2 separate regions of the Mus musculus genome follow, and region 1 is linked to region 2. A link is a contact called in public HiChIP or PLAC-seq data. All regions are on one chromosome and are shown on one strand. The core of a region is the stretch at or near the end of the contact, and the rest is flanking DNA. Distances in the headings are between cores, read along the strand shown.

Evidence for each region. HiChIP or PLAC-seq counts read pairs in DNA pulled down with a chosen protein or histone mark.
Region 1: an H3K4me3 HiChIP or PLAC-seq map of stem cell-derived neural progenitor cells shows a contact between it and region 2, with 34 read pairs. The contact joins the enhancer-like site here to the promoter of 6430571L13Rik in region 2. A contact is called at or near these places in 9 of 39 promoter capture datasets (cranial neural crest, embryonic stem cells, frontonasal cranial neural crest and 4 more), 9 of 484 Hi-C or Micro-C datasets (bone marrow-derived macrophages, cerebral cortex, cortical neurons and 4 more), 16 of 115 datasets of contacts at active chromatin or transcription factors (T-cell acute lymphoblastic leukemia, bone marrow-derived macrophages, craniofacial prominence and 10 more) and 3 of 9 other capture datasets (adipose tissue, liver and pancreatic islet).

Annotation. Positions count from the first base shown.
Region 1 is chr9:107,492,619-107,495,417 of GRCm38.p6, reverse strand. All of the region lies in intron 3 of Cacna2d2 (calcium channel, voltage-dependent, alpha 2/delta subunit 2), which reads right to left. Among named protein-coding and RNA genes, the nearest start is that of Gm34037, 3.2 kb to the right of the region's middle. Within about 2 kb of position 1,372, at least 2 of the 459 cell types and tissues checked have an H3K27ac peak or open chromatin away from gene starts, as enhancers often do.
Region 2 is chr9:107,339,328-107,342,027 of GRCm38.p6, reverse strand. It overlaps 6430571L13Rik (RIKEN cDNA 6430571L13 gene), which reads right to left and starts at 1,388. Exons shown (of 6, transcript NM_175486.3): 1 at 1,240-1,388; 2 at 611-717. It also overlaps a transcript of Hemk1 not described here.

The DNA.
Region 1 (2,799 bases), core at 123-2,622, 150 kb before region 2:
CCCCAAAGCTCTTCATCTGAAAGAATTTTCCTTTTGGCTTAAACCCCTAGGATAGATGAGACCTCCCAATTCATAATCCTGCAGTACCCTTCTGTGAAGGGATTTGTGGCATTTTAAGTGGGCACCGCACTACACCAGCTGTGAAGCTCTATACTTGGGCTGCAAGATCCACCAAGTCCAGGGAGGTAGCCCCTGGAGGTACCGCTCAAAGCAGGAGCCTCGAGTCACCAGGGCATCTCCCCTCCTCTTATCTAGTGGGCCCTTATTTCCCCTGGGACCTGAGACGTACCTCAGAGTGGGACTTGAGGCTACTTGGGGGCTCTGTAGAGGCCATTGCTTTTCATAACTGTTGGGTCTAAGGCAATGTGGGAACCAGACTAAGGCCTCTTAGTATAGAAAAGATGGAGAACAAACTGGGCTGAAGCCCCAAACTGAACCATGGCTCTAAGGAATCTGCTCCCTTATTCTTCTACTGATTTTCTGCTTTTACCCCCAGCCATTTTGTGTGTGTGTGTGTGTGTGTGTGTGTGTGTGTGTGTGTGTGTGTGTGTGTGTGCGCGCGCGCGCGAGTGCACACTTATGCACTTGCCCTTTCACGCTCTCAGCACACGGCTTTGACCCTAGGATTCATGGGTCCCAAGAACACGAGGATCCTCAGGCTTCAAAACCTAGCAGACAAGGTAAGGGAGCACCCCGGAGGGAGGGTTCAGTCCTTGGTCTCCTTAAGCTCACAGAGTCCCCTGGGCTCAAAGGCCTGGGTCAGCCCGCTGACTCGTGAATAACGGAGTTGCAATAGCCACAGCAGAAGGATTACTTTTAATCCTCGGTAACGATCAAGCCATTATTATTTTTTCGGTGTTACAGATCAATCAGCCCGTCCCCGGGCGCTGGACGTGTGGAAACTGCTAAACAGCCAGGTCTAGTGGTGTGGGAAGGAAGGGCCAGGTGGTGGGACAGGGTGAATTGGGCAGGCCCCTGGGGCTCAAGGTCCCAACAGGCCTGAGAGCGAGGGGGCGTGGGGTAGAGGGACCACCCCTGAAGGCCTGGCCTGCATTCAGCATGGCTTCCTCAAGCAGGGGCTGCACCAGTCTGGCCCTCCAGGTCTTGCTGTGAACTGCGGGTAGTAACAGATCCACACGGAGGGTGAGCAGTCTCTAGGCAGCCCCATTTCTCTAACTTAGCAGCCCTCACAGGTACCCTGTCCAATGGGGTTCTTCTTGCAGGCTCTGGTCCACTTGAGGGCTTTCCCCTCTTAACTGCTCCTCTGCCTGATTAGCCACCTTTTCTGGAAGTTTCCTTTAGCCCTTGCCCAGCCTGTAGGCTTCCTGTTGTGTCTACCTGGTAGGGCACATCATTGTGTGTATGTGGGGGCTTTCAGCTTAGCACTCTCTGCCTTGGTCCTCAGTCTTTACAAAGCACATAACCGTCAGGCCTGCTTTGGGGTAGCCAAGGGTCCTCCTCCTCCCCCAAGACTTACCTTCCTCCCACCTCTCTAGTGCCCCTGGGATGGGCCAGGGGCAGGCAGGCTACTTAACTCTGGGTCAAGCTAGAGCCTCAGTTTGTCCCTGTCCCCAGGGTGTCTGCTGTGTATGGGAGATACACTCTGTTCTTAGCCTGGGCTGTGAGTGACAGTGCCCTGGGAGTGACTCCCTGTCTAGACTCTGGGCTATGCTCTTGAATCCTCCTGTTACCAGGGCCCTGCTATCCCCCCTCCATGCACTTCTGACTAGATTCCTGTAGCCTGACTCACCCACTCCCCGTGACAAATCCCTACTCCTTCTGGGCACCAGAAAATGTTCCCTTATGACACCCAGGGAACCTTCCTTGTGCCTGTCATCTTGATCTCTGAGCTCAGTGAGGGACAGTGCCTGGTTGCTATTAAATTTAGGGTAACTTGGATCCTAGCATATAATGAGTAGATAGCAAACATATGTTAAATCAAGGCCAGAGATATCTGAACCCATATAGAGGTCTGGGCTTGAGCTTTGCCCCAGCCAGTCAGGGCTGTGATCCCAGGCCTGTGGTTTGGCCTCTGGGGACCTCTTTTCCTCACCACACCCTGCAGGGTAAGGGGTCCCTAGGGCCATGCTGCTACTGTGAAGCTGCTGATGGTGTCTTGCCTGGCCTGTGGTGTCCCCACCATGGTCAGCAATGGAGGGAACCGCAGTGGGATTCTGAGGAGGGCTGTTCACAGCCAAGTCCATCACGATAACAGCAGGCATTTCAGAGGCAATTATCAGAGAGTTTCACTTAACAATCAATTTCCCTGAGCTCTGGGAGCTATTCTTGCAAGAAAAGGCAAGAAAGAAGGGGACAGGCTGTGCGCTGGGCTGGGGACAATACTCTCCTGGGGAGCAGTGGGCCACCGGTACCTTCAAATTTCAGTAAGTTAAACGTCTTTAGCTTAGGGGGACTGAGACAGACGATGGTGTGAGATAAGGGACCCAGGCCATGGACAACACCTGGAGGGTTGGAGTCCCTACATCCTGGGCTGGACTGGGCTTGGGAATAGTAAGGAGGAAGAGCCCTCAGGTGGCTCACCCTCTAAAAACCCTGCCCACAGCACCCCGCTTCTTGCCTTTTCTATCCTCTCTCATCCGGGAGCCCCTCAAATCAGAACTGGTGGCAGAAGGCTCTGGAAGCAACTGCCCATCAAACAGGACTTGTTCAATTGCATAGCCAGGAGGGAAAGGTTTTAGAGAGTTTTGGGTTTTAATTAGTTACTGCTACTGCTGCTTCCAAGAGGATCTGAGAGGCTTAGAGGGAACTTGTGATGAGCCAAATGTTGAGCTCTGGGGT
Region 2 (2,700 bases), core at 139-2,638:
CACCCCTGTACGATGACTATAGTGATTATAATTGGAAGATGGGAGAAGATGCAGGAGGCCTGGAAAAAGTCCACCAATTATCTCTGTAATTGCTACTTCTCCTACTCCTACCTCCTCACTCTCTGCACCCCACATCCCTCCTTCTGCTTGGGAAACACTTGCCCAAGACTCAGACACACCTGATATAACCTCAGGCAAGTCACCCCTCTTCTCTGTGTCTAGTTTTTCTCAAAGTGGGAAATATTACGAACAACCCCATGGTGTTGTAGGGTTAATGGTATATCAGAATGAACCAGTCCCCAGTGGGGTGTGGAGGGAAGAACTTAGATGAGCACAGAAGGCATCCAATAAATGTTCCAAATCCCCATCACTACCACCAACAACCCAGGAGGAGTTAGACACAGCAGTCCCTGGTCCTAGTCAGCTGTGAGACCCATGCTATGGTTGGGACTAGGATGGGGCTGGTGTAGAGACACCAAGAGGCAGGAAGGGTAGACCGAGCTAGATCTTCTGGCAAGGAAGTTGGCAGGGGTGATCCTTGGGCTACCTCCTTTACTCGTAGATGTAAGGCACGGAGTTACATCTTCAGAGGCACTGATGAAATACTCACTTTGAAACACCTATTTCCCTCCGGAGGATGGAAGATCACCCAGCCTCTGTGGGTCTTGGGTAAAGCAGAGTGGGAATGAGTCCTAGCAGTGCTGCAGAGGGGCAGACCTAGAAAGAGAAAGAATTTCTAGCCTATGGCTACATATATGTTTCTCTGTGCGTCTCATAGGTGTACATGGGATGCCTCCTCTTGCAGGTGTGCACATACGTATGAGCGGTGTGCACATATCGTTCATGGTCCCTTAGGAAGGAGCAAAGCTGGCAGAGGGTCATGCATGGAGTAGACGCATTCCTTTCTGTCCTCTCCAGCTTGGCTCAGCAAGAAGTCTCAGGTTCTCTTCTGGGCTCTGTCACTGATCCCAGCCATGACCTTGGACCAGACCCTTAACTTGCTCTGAGTCTGTTTATTACTGGCAAAAAAAGGAGAGAAGCCACCCTGCCGAGTATTTTATTGGCTTGTCTCGGGGGTCCAAAGGGGAAGGGAAGAACACCGGGGTAAAAGTGGTGTGCACCGCGACCTCCAAGAAGCTATCGAGTCTCTTAGTCCTCCCTATCTCAATCCCCACGCCCGCCTCCACGACCCTGTGGTTTCTCCATTCTTGCTCAGAAGCAGCCGATCTCAGCACTTACTTAATCCTCTCCGGTGCGCCGAGCTCAGTCTGAGAAGCTAAGGTTGGTAGTGACCCGCAGGAGGCGTGGGCGGGGGAACACCCAGGCCCGGGCGTTGGGGGCGACAGGTCCCGACTCAAGGTCCGCCTTGCGTGCGCGCAGGATCAGCTAGTATTAGCCTGCGCTGGCTGACAACCTGAGCTGGGGTGGGCTGGGTCCGGACCACGGAGGGGGTGGGGCTGGGATGAGCAGCCTCGGGGGATCCCCAGGAGCCGGAGTGCCTTGCCTCCTGCCCCCCCCAGCGCCTCCGGACCCTGATTGGCTGCTTCGCCTAAAGCTCGATCAGCATTGGCTCACTCGCCTGTCGCTCAGATATAGCTCTGCTCCCAGCGGGAGCTTGGACCTGAAACCGGACAGCTAAAAGAGATTCTCTCTGAGAATACCTCTGACCCTGATGGCCTGCCGGAAGTTAGGCAGAGGACCGTAGGTAGCCAGGTCCTTTCTGGGTCAGAATTCTGACTCCTGGACACCTCCACCCGCACTGGGGCAGACTTGTAAGCCGCAAAAATCATAGGTACAGAGATTTGGTGAGAGCACCACCAGACCTGGAATATTTGAAACCTAAAATGAATTCAGTTTGATCTTCTATTGAATTTATGACCTTGAACAGCAAACTGCTTCTCTTCTTTTGTCTCAGTTTCCTGCCTATATAGGAACTCTGGTGTTTTGGAACAAGGGCGGTTTTTGGTAAGTGACTCCTGGAGACTTCAGTCCAGAGATGTTGAGATGGAATTATCTGTGTGATAGCCCACCTATTCCTCTCATAATAGTTTTCATCCACAGCAAAATTCATCTCAGGACAGAAGTACCGATTTCCTATACCCAAGAGCTGTATCCCCAACCATTTAAAACTACCCTCACCCCATCCCCTAAACAGACTGTGTGTAACCCAGGATGGCCCGATACTTATTATGTTGCCCAGGTTAGTCTTGAACCAAGGCAATCCTCCACCTCCTGGGTGCTTGGGTTTTAATTTTTAATTAATTAGTTTCATGTGTGAGGATGTTTTGTCTGCACACGTATCTGTACACTACATATGTGTCTGGTGTTCAAGGAAGCCAGAAGAGGGCATTGGATCCTCTGGTACTGGAGTTACAGACTGCTGTTAGCCTCCTTGTAGGTGCTCAAAATTGAACCTGGGTCCTTTGGAAAAGCAGCCAGTGCTCTTAACCACTGAGGCATTTCTCCAGACCCCCTTGTACTGGGACTTATAGGTGTGCACCAGTACACCCAACTCCCAGCCCCTCTCCCTTTTTACTCAAGTATTTTATTTTTTACTTTTTTGAAGCAGGATTTCATGTAGCCCAGTCTGGCCTTAAAAGATGAGTTTCTGGTTTCCCTGCCTCCACCTGCTGAAAACTAGGATTTATAAGTATTACCAAACCCCATTTGTGGGCATCAAACCCAGAGTTGTGTGACTGT